Linked DNA regions of Sus scrofa: region 1 is linked to region 2. A link is a contact called in public Hi-C data. All regions are on one chromosome and are shown on one strand. Each heading gives the region's core, a stretch centred on a gene start, on an enhancer-like site or on the middle of the called end of the contact. The rest is flanking DNA. Distances are from core to core; before and after follow the strand shown.

Region 1 (6,867 bases), core at 563-3,062, 100 kb after region 2:
ACACAAAGCATCACATGCAAACTGAGACTATTTCAAGTGATCATCAGGCCCCTACTTCCTGCCTCCCCACACCCTGCAAAAGATAAGAACTTGGGACCCCAGCCTACACCCTGTCTTTAGGAAGAACACGAGGAGTTCCCATCGCGGTGCAGCGGAAACAAATCTGACTAGGAACCATGAGGTGGTAGGTTCAATCCCCGGCCTCACTCAGTGGGTTAAGGATCCGGTGTTGCTGTGAACTGTGGTGTAGACTGCAGACACACCTGGGATCTGGCTTTGCTGTGGCTTTAGGCTGGCGGCTACAGCTCCGATTAGACTCCTAGCCTGGGAACCTCCATATGCCGGCTGGTGTGGCCGTAAAAAGACAAAAAAAAAAAAAAAAAAAAAAAAAAAAACCAAACAAACAAACAAAAAAACGCAACATCAAAGAACTTGAGAGGAAAGGGAGGCGGCAATCCCAACCATGTTACACCTGAATTCCCGTCATCAAGCAATATATTTGTTGAATACACACGTGAGCCAAAAGAATGAATGTGAGGTGTTGTGGAGCCCACAGAGGGAGAAGACACCTGCACAACTCCACCCCTATACCCTTCCTCCTCCCACTGGCATCCTTTCCAGCTCAGCTCAAGCATCACTTTCTTCAGGAAGTCTTGCCCAATAACCTTCCCCCCAACACACACACACACAGCGTTTGCTCTCCGCTCTCACCTGCTCGCTCTATATTCCCACAGTTCCGGGTATCTGCCCTTGGCTCATTCTGAGCCTCAAGTTCCTCCTCCGTAAAATCAGAGGGGGTGGACAATGTCCTGGCTGATGGGCCCCAAGGCAGGCAGCTTCCAGGGTGGAGGTCCCAGAAGTCAGGCTCTCACACCGCGTCCCCACGGGGCAGACGGAGCAGCCCCCCTCCCTCTCACTAGCCGGACAACCAGGCTGGTTCCCCGCGTTCCCCCAGGCCCGCGGAGCGGATCTAGGCCGGGACTCACCCGGTAGGCTCCCGCCCCCGCGTCGCCGCCCGCATATTAATGCCCAGTCTCTTGGCGCACACGTCCCCGGAGACTGCCAACACCCGAACTCCCGCAGCCAACAATGCAGCAAGGGCGCGTCTACACTGTCCTCGGGGTTCTGGGAATTAGGGCCTCTTGTTCGGGGGCCGGGGAAGGGGACGTGGCTCTGGGCCCTGCAGGGGAAGGAAGGCAGGGCTGTCCCCACCCTCTGCGGGCCCCGAGGCGCCCCGGCTGGCGGCCCCCAAGCTGCCTCTCCCACACCATCACGTGCCGAGTAGTTTTCCTATAGTCACTGCCGTGAATCTGCACGACGGCCCCATTTTACAGAAGCAAACACTGAGCCCCGAAGAGCCTAACCCTCACCCGTCCCTTCCGCCTGGGTCCTCACTTTTAAGCCCCAGCCTGTTTGCAGCGCCCGATCCCGGCTCTCAGAGCCAACCGCCACCCCACCTACCTGCTCCGGGCGGACAGGCGAGGCAGCCGCTGCTCACGGCCGCGAGGATCCAGAGGAGCTGGCAGAAGCTCGTGGCCCGGTGCTCCAGGGTGCAGGGCGGGCGGGCCCCCCGAGAGCGCCGGGGAGCGGAGAGCCGGGCGCGCAGGCGGGCGCTCCAAGGAGGCAGCTGCGGCCGCCGGACCGATCCCGGGGCGCAAGGGGGCACGCGGGGCTGCTGGAAGGATCCCGTGTGCTGGGGGCGCGTTCCAAGGGCGCGGGCGCAGACCACTGTCTGCGGAGCTGGGGCGGCTGCAGCGCTGGGTGTGCGGGCGGCGGATCCCCACTGGAGCCGAGCTGGAGCTGGGGCTTGGGTAGGAGGAGGCAGGCAGGGGCGGGGCCACGGCCGGGCGGGCACTCGGTGCATCGTTCACGTGGCCGCCCTCCCGTGGCCGTCACCGCTTTTGCAGCCGCCGCGTGGACCTGCCGGCGCTCCGTCCCCAGCTCCCCAGCCTGCTGAGTATACGGCTTCAGGGCCCATCGGGTGGGGAGGGCCTGGCACTGACCCGCCAAGGGACAGCCAACTCCTCCCTTGCGCACCGCACCTTACCATCCTCCATAGCTGGCTGCCTCGTTCTGTATTCAAGTCCTTTCCAAAGAGTGATCGCATGTCGTCGTTGGTACTTCTCTAAGCATAACCTTAAAATATTTTTATCAAGAATGGATCGCCCCCCCATCCCACCCCGGATTTCTGCTTCGTAAAAACTTAGGCGCTTATGACTACGGCAATCATGTGTATAATTTTTCTATTCTTTATTTTTGTCTTTTTAGGGCCCCACCCACTGGCATATGGAGGTTCCCAGGCTAGGCCTCTGAGCCGAGCTAAGGCTGCTGGCCCACGCCACAGCCACAGCATCGCTGGATCTGAGCCACGTCTGCGACCTACACCACAGCTCACGGCAATGCCAGATCCTTAACCCACTGAGTGAGCCAGGGATCAAACCTGCCACCTCATGGTTCCTAGTTGGATTTGTTTCCGGGGCGCCACGTCAGGAACACTAACTTTTAAATGTTTTCAATTTATAATGTTGTGCCAATTTCTGCTGTACAGCAAAGCAACCCAGTCACACATGTACATACATTCTGTCTCTTATATCATCTTCCATGGTGTCTATCTCAAGAGACTGGATACAATTCTCTATGCTATACAGTAGGAATGTGTATAATTGTTTAATATCATCTCTAGAGGTCCCTGACCTGCCTAGTACATTGCTGTCTGTATTCCTGTTAGCACATGGCCTGGCACATAGTAAGTGCTTAATAAATGCCTGTGATATGAATGAATAGATATGAAAAGTTATAAAGAAGAAAAGGCAATAAAACGAATGATAACTACTGTGCACACATGGATATTCTTCCAGATAAACCTTCTAGGGAAATTTTAGAAATTTCACAACTCTTAGAAATAAAAGTAACAGTGATGTTTATCGAGTGATTTATCTCATTCCTCTTCACACCAACCCTAGAGGTAGGTCTCACTAGCTTTACTCTACAGATCATAAAAATGAGGCTTTAACAAATACCGTAGGATGTCGCTTATATCTGGAATCTAATATACGGCACAAATGAAGCTTGTCACAGAAAAGAAATGCATGGACTTGGAGAACAGACTTGTGGTTACCAAGGTGGGGGAGGGAGTGGGATGGACTGGGAGCTTGGGGTTCATAGATGCAAACTACTGCATTTGGAGGGGATAAGCAATGAGATCTTGCTGTGTAGCACAGAGAACTATATCTAGTCACTTGTGATGGACATGATGGAGGATAATGTAAGAAAAAGAATATACGTGTGTGTGTATGTGACTGGGTCGCTTTGCTGTACAGTAGAAAATTGACAGAACACTGTAAACCAACTACAATGGAAAAAATAAAAATGATTTTTAAAAATGAGGCTTTAGAGATACATTTGCCCAGCAGATGTCCAAGGTGGCTCTTCTTGGTAAAGGGCATCTTTATTTCAGGGCTCCTGCTGGTTTGGGGTTAAAAAAAGAGAGAGAGAGAGAAATTTGAAGGACCCCCCCTCTTCTCCTGCAGGTAGGATGGAGGGACGGCCCCATGCGGAAGCAGCCAGGTGATTTGAGAAGGATGGGGAAAAGCTCCCAGTTGGGTGATGGCTTGTGGGGGCTGTTTAAACAGTTTGTGGTGGGATGTGAGACATAGCCCCCTCCCTACACCCCAAAGAGTTCTTTGGTCAAAGCCTGGAATGGTGTGACCAAATTCTCCCATGGAACTGGAGGGAGTGCTGAGTGTTCAGGTGAGTCCCAGGCAGACACAGAGAAACAAGTGTGGGCAGGCCAGAGACAGAGCTGCTATCTAGGTATCCATGTAGGCTATTTACATTTTCCTAACAAGAGTAGACTCTTATCTATTGCTCCTTGCTTTCCCTGAACACTAGCTTGTAAACATGTTTCTGTTGTCAAGGGCCACCTGTCATTTGTAACGCCTGCTTTGATGCACCTTTTTGGGGTTGTCATAAGAGCTGATATTTACAGGCCATTCACTTTGTGTCAGGCACAGTGGTAACCACTTTACAGACCTTCTCTCTTTTAATTCTCATCACGACCCTCTTATTTTGCCCACTTTGTACACAAGGAGGCGGGAGACAGGGTGAGTGACCCTCCCAAGGTAACAGAGTTAGTAAGTGGCAGAACCAGGATTGGACCCAGGTCCAGGTATATACGGACCCCTCCAGCGTCCTGTCCCTAAGCCTTGCCTCTTCCGTTTTTGTGGACCCTAAAAATGCAGGTCCCACTGGGAGAGTGAAGTTCTTCAGTTTACCAGCAGCCAGGGCCTCTGCAGGGACTAGGTTCAAGTTTATGAGGCTTGGAGAACGGGTGACAGAGAGGTAGCATTTCACAAGGTGATGAGGGGAATGAAAAAAAAAAAAAAAAAAGAAGAAAGAAAGAAAGAAAAAAAAGGAATGGTCCTGAGACCCATGGCTGAGTGTTTTACCCTTTGGCGTCTATGCTACAAGTTTCTGAAAACACAAGACCTGAAAGACATATATCATTCTGGTTTGAACTGTTGGCTCCTTTACTTACCTTGAGAAAACTCCTCTGGCTTTTTGGCAAGAGTCAAAATTGCACCATACACCCACAGCATGTGGAGGCGCCCAGGCTAGGGGTGGAATTGGAGCTGTAACCATGCTGGATCTGAGCCATATCTGTAACCTACACCACATCCTTCATGTACTGAGGGAGGCCCAGGATCGAACCTGCACCTTCCTGGTTCCCAGTCGGATTCCTTAACCACTGCGCCATGACAAGAATTCCTATATTCTGTCTTTTAAGGAACCTCCATGGTGGTTGTACCAATTTACATTCCCACCAACAGTGTAGTTTTCTCTACCCCGTCTCCTGCATTTACTGTTTGGGGACTTTCTGTTGATGGCCACTCTGACTGGTGCGAGGTGATACTTCTTTGTGGTTTTGACTTGCATGTCTCTAATAATTAATGATGCTGAGCATCTTTTCATGTGTTTTTTTGGCCATCCGAAAAAGCACTTTCTTTGACCAAAGCATTGTCAGAGTTTCACTGGGTAGAGAAATGAAAGGTGGTTTTATTTTCTAATTTGTGCTTTGCTTTCTTAGCTTAGAGTCTCAGCAAAAACAGATATGACTTTAGCAAAAGTTATTTTTAACGCTCAGTTAAAAAAAAAAATAAAACCCAAACAGAGCCTAGTTGCCCTGGCTCCTGTGGTGTCCCCACCCTTGCCTGGCTGGGCCTGGCTTTTTCAAGGGAACTTCCCTTCCAGCCTCACCCGTACAGGCATACATTGCTGCAGAAGCTGGGTCAGGGCTAATGCAGAAGCCTGCAGGCAAACAAGCCTGCTGGCTGGAGCAATGCACTCCTGGTCTTGCTTCTACTGGATTTTGTTCTGTTGAAGCACCTCTGGCAGGAGGGTTCTGAGCAGCTGTGGAGAGCTGCTTTTTGCCTGATCTGGCCTAGTAGGTACTGGATAAATGTTCACTTGAATTAAATTATCGGGGATGGGGGAATGGGGGGGGGAGTAGAGTTCTGTTACCAAGTCCAAGCTCATATTTCTCATCACAGGACAGGCCAAGAAATTGAGAGATGAGGTGTTGGGGCAAGAAATGGTGACTTTATTTGAAAAGCAGCAAACTGAGAAGATGGTAGAACAGTGTCCCAAAGAACCATCTTACCCAAGTTAGAATTCAGGCTTCTTTTATACTAAAAGGGGAGCAGGGGTGGGGGTGGGTAGCTGGTTGCTGCAAACTTCTTGGTGGCAGAATCCTTTGTTCTTGCAGGCCACCTAGGTTTGGTCACAGTCAGTATTTCTTTAAACCTCTAACAAGCCAAAGGTTATCCTCTGTTCTACAACTTTTTTTTTTTTTTTTTTTTTTTGGCACCCTTAGCATGCAAGCCAGTGATGAAACTCACGCCACAGCTGTAACAAGAACCACAACAGTGACAATTTATCCTGCTAAGCCAGGAGGGAACTCAGTTTGTTCTGCAACTTTTTAGCTCTGTGTGAGTGGAAAAGTGCTCTACCTTTTAAGGTCAGAGCCTAGAGAAGGGCTCTCCTGTAGGTTTCATGCCATAGGCAACATTTCTTTACAAAAGGTGCAGAGCCAGCATAACAAAGCACAGGCAACAGAGCACAAAGGTTAGAGCTAAAGGAATAGATTCAATATGAGGTCAGATTTGTCTTCTCTGCTACAGTTGCTGCTAGCAAATAGTCCAACTAGGGGAGAATGCTTTGAGTCATTTGAGTCATTTGCTGGGGGATTTCCGCTTCCTTCTTGTGGCCACAGGGGGTGAACTTTCAGAAGAGCAGACTACTATTAATTCTGGGTGGCAGGAAAAGAAAGTTTGCTCTGTATACACTGATGTGTTCCGTATTTGCTCTAAATTTACTGCATTTTTAAAAACACACTGACATAGTCTAAAAAAGAGCACTTAGTCTTGGGAGTCTAGAGAATGCTGGTTCTGCCCAAGGCAGTTAAAACAAGTTACTCAGGCTCTCATATCCTCAGTTTCCCCCCTCTGTAAAAAGTAGATAATAGTGATGATTGAGGGAGCCTACACAAGGCAATGATATGTAAAAACCTTCAATGATTTTCCTCCCTGGACCTGTGATCCTTACTTACATCGTGATAGCAGGAACTAACCCATCCCAAGGCTGCAGAACTTCCCCGAAGTAGGGCTAGAGAGTCCACAAGATGCGGATCCAGCCGGTTCCCCTCAAACCCTGGTTCCCATCGGGACCGCCAGCCAGGCCAGGAGCAAGAGGCAGCGCGGCACTGCCCCCACCTGGCCACAGGCAGTATCCCACGCTCATGAAAAATCAATGGCAAACATGAGGAATAAATATTGATATTAACATTTTGGAACTCTTTTTTGCTTTTTA
Region 2 (6,114 bases), core at 519-3,018:
CCCAGCCAGCTGCATCCATCTATGCTGTCCACCAAACTGAAAAGCAGAGGGGACTGCAAATAATCTCCAGCTCCTAGAGGGAGTGAGATAGGGTGAGGACAAGATGCTTCGGAGTTAAGGGGAAAGGCCCCTGGGCAAATAGTCTCAAGGTCCGGGTTCTTATTGGCTGTGTGCCCCTCCACACGTTCCCCCCCTCTTTGGGTCATCCCTTTCCACTTCCATTCAAGGGAAGGATAGCCTAGGGGCTAGAAGAATTACCTCTTAAAACTAGAGTCAGACCCTCCCTTCTCCAAGAACTTAAAATACATATTCCCATTTCTCTGCTCAATAGCCCTTTAAATCAAGATTTACCATCTCCAATTAAGAAAGCAGAAAACAAAGTTCAGAGTGTTAACTTACCCCAGGGTCACAGTGCTGGAGAACGGCAGAGCTAGGACACAAACCTAGGTCTAGCTGATGGCAAAAGATCCTTATTCTGGTTCTTAACTACTATGCTGCAGGCATCTTTAACAAAAAGCAGGATAGTACGGTGGGTAAGAGCATGGACTCTGAGGCAGAACTCTGTAAGTTCAAATCCCAGGTCTGCTGCTCGCTACCCTTGTCCCACCTGGAGCTGTTTGATCTTAGGACTGCTCGTTATTTTCATCCCTAAAATGGGGATAACAAAAGTACCGACCTCAGAGGACTGTGGTGAGGGTTAAATAAGGTATAAATGTAAGCCAAGGACAGGTTTGTTACAACTTGGCACATTTTCTTCCAATATAAAAGGGTAGGAGATCTAGCCAGGAATCAAAATGCTGTAAGCTGGGGCTTCTCCCGCCTTACCCTACTTAGTCCTCACCACAACCCTATGAGGTGGGGAATTCTGTTATCCCCATTTCACAGATAAAGAAATTGTGAAGCTTGCTAAGAGCTCTTTCTGCCCCCAAGCCCCAACGATTCTAAAGCTAACACAACAGAGCGACCTTGTTTATTTATTTACTGGTTTACTTGACGTGCTTACTGACACCTCTTCCGACCAAATGGTCAGGGCTGTATCAGCCGCCCGTAGTTGGTTTTCAATTAGCCCTGAGTGGTGGCTGGAATAAATGAATGAAGAAATCCGGGCCTGGCCGCGCGGAGGCTGCTCTGGTTCAGCAGCCAGGAGAGGGCCTGGGTATCCTCCCCCTGCCCATCAGGGCGGGCCGCCGGCCCCGAGCCACACTGTCCAATGGGTTTCGCCTCCCTCGCGGGTGGTCAGGCCCCCTTCTCACGCCCACCACGCAGCCATCGCTACGAGCCGCCACGCCGGCAGGTCACCGGCTGCCTTCGGACAGGTGCTCCCATAAGGAGGCCCGCCTGAGCCGGGCGGGGCAAGGCGGCTGGCCCCTGAGTCACCGCCGGCAGCCTCGGCCGCGGCCTCACCAACCACCGGGCCCAGCCGAGGTCGAAGCCCGCGGCCGGCCCAGGTCGACTGAGGCAGGTTGCCCGTCCTTCCCCCACCGAGTCCCGAGCGGCCCCCGGCCTCTGGGCACCGCGCGGCGCGGGCCTCCCGGCCTACTCCGCAGCCCAGCCCAGGCCCACCTCCTGAGTGCGGCCCGGCTCCAGCCCGGGCAGGCGCAGCCCACTCGGCACTCACCTCTCCGCGGGGCCCGCAGGCGGGCGGCTGCAACGGCCCAGGTACCCGCGGGCTGCAGAGGCGGCGGCGGCCCGGCTCTTCTCTCAGGCAGCGGCCATGTTGCCGGTGGAGAAACTCGGGCGGACACGTGGGGGGAGCAGGGCCAGCCCTCGCGCTTCCTTTTACCCACAATGCCCCGCCCCGGCGCACGCGGACCCGCCCCCCTCCGCCGCTCCATTCATGAGGTGAGCCAGCCCTTCCCGGCAGCAGGGGGCGCTGATGCTGGCGCAAAACAGCTGCAAACCGTCAAAAGATTGACCTTGGCAGCGGTGGGATTCGAACCCACGCCCCCGAAGAGACTGGAGCCTTAATCCAGCGCCTTAGACCGCTCGGCCACGCTACCCGGTTATGCAAAGTGCCTTCCAGAAAACTACTTCATACGTTTATGTGCATTTGCGTGTACGTTTCTTCTTCCGCTTAAGTGCTTTACTTCATCTTAATAGAACTATTTAGAATATACCAGGTACAGAAAATAAAATATTTCCTCTAATATTTAGACCAGTCTTGTTCCGAACCGATCTTAGAATGAAAAGCAGTTTAAGAATCTGTATTCTTAGTGGGCATTAAACCCGGAGACCCTAAATTAACCCACACGGAAGACATCATGGACTTCAGCAGTAACCTGCGCCAGGGGCTCCAAAAGCCAAACCAGGGGGATTTTCGAGTGGGCCGTTTTCTCTAAAAGCTCAGGTGTTTTCATTTTTAGTTACACAAGTTTTATGTGGGTTATTGCAAAATATTAAAATTTTTCAGACGAAGTACCAATGTTCTTTTACCTTTGTCCCCCATTGAAGTCCCTCCACTTAGTACACTGTGTATCCTTCTGGATCTTTTGCTGTGAATTTATATGGATATATACGGATATATTCATATGGATAGATATATCCATGGAGAGTGTTTCGTTTTTATCATTGTGGATTTTTACATGAATATAAATATTATTATACTATGATTATCTGCAGCTGACTTTTTTCACCCCACTATGTTTCTTAAATATCTATCCAGGTTGATACATATATAGATATTTAAAAATACAGAAAAAGCGCAAAGAAAAAACAATTATCCATACACCCACCACCTAACGTTGTGGCATTTCACTTTCAATTTTTTTCCTATGTATACTTTTTTCCCTACCTATATGCTTTTGTTATTAAAAGTACGAATATGTTGTCCTTTAAAAAATCCATTAAAAATATTAGACCATTACAAATAAAAATGGACTATTACAAATAAAAATAAAAGCCTCTTCCCAAATGTCATGAATTTGATGCGTATCCTTCCAGTCCACTTCTCATACTTTTCTATCCACCTGTCCACCCCTGTGTACATATACCCAGGAACAATATATACTATGATTTTTTGCTTTTCATTTATGTAAACCTTACTATATTGTACTTATATCATTCTGCCACTTGCTTTTCTACTCTAGTTATGTTTTTTCTATTTATTTTTGACAGATGTAGATCTAATTTATTCCATGCTATGAATATGGAATTTACGTTGTTTATATTAAGTTGTTAAATTCAAGTTTCTGGTAAATATCCAGTTGGCACACACCCTAATATTTGGGCAGTTCATATTCCTCCTTCTCTTCAGTTCCTCTTCAACCCTTTTTTTCCTCCCTTCATGTTAAGTATTGATATGCAAAGATTTCATTGTCCTGGGAGAGTTTGTTAAAGGAATCTTTTAAAAAATACAGAAAAAGCCATCTATCTAGACCAGAGCAGGCACAAAGAGCAGAGCAGGGATCAAAGCTAAATGAGGAATAGTCCTTGAGATCAAGGAAAACATTGATCCAGGCAGAATGTTATAGTATCAGGAGAGACTGTATTTGTTTTTCACTTGTGCGCTGGGTTTTCCAAAAGGAGGACAATTGGGGGAATCTCTGCCTGATCCCTCTTTTCCAGGAATTGCCTGACCAGCCCAGAGTCTATCCAAAGTCGGTCCCCAGGCAGCCACCTTTGTGCTCTGGTCCCTTCTTCCACACCATGTCCCAGGGGCTCAATGGTAAATATTGGACGGGGGTTGGGTCATTCAGATTCTCAATCTGAACTGAGACAAGATGAGTTCCTGATTTATTTTGACTGTGTTAAGGGTTGGAGTTAGTCTCTGAGATTGACTGGAACTAGGGAGAAAGTGGGAGTTGGGGTGGCCGTATTCTGTGAGATGGACTAGAGAAACAGAGGAAGCCAGTGTACGTAAAAAGAATGATAAAAATGAGAAGAAGAGCAGAGGATCATAGAGAAATCCTGATGGTGTTGTGGCTCCCATCTCAAGATTCTTCCCAGAGCCCAGGAGATTTCATGTTCTTCAGAGACATCCCTTTATCATGGTAATGAAGTCCTCTTTTCTGCTAAAGCTAAGGCTATTGGGTCAATTGGACCAAAGACCCTCAAAAAATAAAGTTTAAATTTAAAAAAAGAACATCAATTGCATGATAATGGCTCAAATACAGCTAAAGATATTTCTGCCAGAATATTCTGGAGCAATTCAGCTCTGTGCCTACCCAAACGTACTCAACCGAATGCTTAACAGAAGCCTGTGGGGATACAGGCTGATCCTAGAAGGCAGAGCACAGGGCCTCCTTTTGCACATTTCTTGCAGACCTGGAGCCCCATTACCCAGCTGTCTTGTGACAATCAGATGTGAAACTAGTAAGCAGGAGAAGCAGAATATTGCATCAGAACTCCTGGACCCACGGGGTCCCAGCAGCTTTATGTAGGGGGAGAATCCTTGACTGTCCCTTGGCGGGTCCAATCGGCTGCCCCTTGGTGTGGCTAATGGGGCAGGTGGAGGGGACTGGGCAAGCACCACAGATCAAACACTGTCCATTTGTCCCCCATCCCCATTCTAGAGGCCTGTTAGGCCGAAGGGCGTCCGCCTCCAGCTGTGGGCAGTGCGGATGGACATGGGGGTTCAGTCCTGGATCCCCTCCACTCTTCACTCCTTTGCTCCTGCAAAAGGAAAATCATCTCAAACTTGGTCTGAGACCACACCGTACCTGCATGAATCTCCCTCTGGAAAGAACTTAACATTCCTGAAAAAAAGGCTTAACCATTTTTCTTCGGAAATTTATTGGCATTGAGATTTGTACTGGGAAACTAATTTTCCGCCCACCCAGCTGACTGCCGGTTATCGGTCAAGGAGGTAGTGAATGGTAATAGGACATTTTCTCTCCCTCTCTCTCTCTCTCAACAATGATTATTTAATCATTCTCTTGTCCTGTAAAATGTCTCTACCAAAATAAAAGTCAGAAGAGTATCGTCTGGGGGAGGTGGGGGCTGAGGGAGATTTCTGGGGTGCTGCAAATGTTCTCAAATCCAACAAGCTCTGCACTTGAGATTGTGCAGTTTACTCCTTGTAGGTGGATACGGTAATAAAAAGTACATTAAAGAACATGCCCCTAACCAAGTATGGACCCTAGAACTACCCTCCCTGAGGCTTTATTTACATTTGCAAAAAGATTGTAATACATTTTTGGCATAGGCTTGCAATAAAATAATCTGAAAACTTTTCTTTAATGCTTCCCTCTAATCTTCAGGGCCCGTTTTCTCTTCCTGGGAATCTGTTGCTTTTGCCTTTCCAGAATCCTTTCCCCCGCTTTTCTGCTTCCAATTCTTATTTTCCTTGAGGAAACACTCCTCCCTGGGGGGCTTGAAGGAGCTGTCAATTAAACACTAAGGGGGCGGGCATAAGATCCAAATTAGGCCAATCAGATGCTTTATCCTGGGAACTTGAATCTGGAGACCAGACACAATGATTTCTCTCGCGAGTGGGGCTGGCAGGGGAACGGTTACCTTCTGCTAGATCCCCACACGTGCCCTGGAACCTCCCTTATTTATTTATTTTTATTTATTTATTTTAAAATATGGAATGCTTCACGAATTTGCTTGTCATTCATATGCAAGGGCCATGCTAATCTCTTACTGTGGTCATCTTGTATATGTATGTGCTGCCCAAGAGAGCACTCCCTTTCTGGGGCCTGATTGTGTTTCCCTTTTCTCTTCCAATATAGAAGCTACTTCCTTCTCAAAACGAGTGCTTCTTTGGTAATAATGTTAGCCAGGGTCAATTTCTCTTACCTGCAACCAAGGAGGGAAAAAAAAAAAAAAAAAAGCTACACGTACCTAATCATAGGCTGTTTTGAGCTAATTCCTCCACAAAGCAAAAAATGGTAACAATTGTAACTGTTCCACTGTGGAACAACTCAGAGTGCCTGCTCCTCTGGCTCCTAGAATTTCCTCTCCTATTATTCAGGTTTTTTTCCTTTTGTTCCACTTCCTGGGAGATTTCTTTAACTTCATTCTCCCAGCCGTCTATTAAGTTACTCATTTTCCTAAGGGTGTATTCAATTTACAAGAGTTGTTTGCTTTGTGAGTTCTTGGAATCACATCTTGTTCTTTTTTTCATGGATGCGGTATTTTATCTAAGAATATTGTTTTTTATTACTTCTTTTT

Evidence for each region. A called contact is a pair of places that touch in the nucleus more often than the background predicts.
Region 1: a contact with region 2 is called in a Hi-C map of embryonic fibroblasts, with 12 times the contacts expected there. The contact joins the promoter of EEF2K here to the promoter of POLR3E in region 2. A contact is called at or near these places in 4 of 5 promoter capture datasets (fetal liver, fetal skeletal muscle and liver), 36 of 47 Hi-C or Micro-C datasets (adipocytes, adipose tissue, alveolar macrophages and 19 more) and 2 of 2 datasets of contacts at active chromatin or transcription factors (alveolar macrophages and skeletal muscle).

What each region holds. Positions count from the first base shown.
Region 1 is chr3:23,978,419-23,985,285 of Sscrofa11.1, forward strand. EEF2K (eukaryotic elongation factor 2 kinase) reads right to left here and starts at 1,813. Exons shown (of 19, transcript XM_003124551.6): 1 at 1,462-1,813.
Region 2 is chr3:23,878,863-23,884,976 of Sscrofa11.1, forward strand. POLR3E (DNA-directed RNA polymerase III subunit RPC5) reads right to left here and starts at 1,769. Exons shown (of 21, transcript XM_021086481.1): 1 at 1,619-1,769. TRNAL-AAG (a tRNA gene) reads right to left here and starts at 2,000; the gene lies at 1,919-2,000.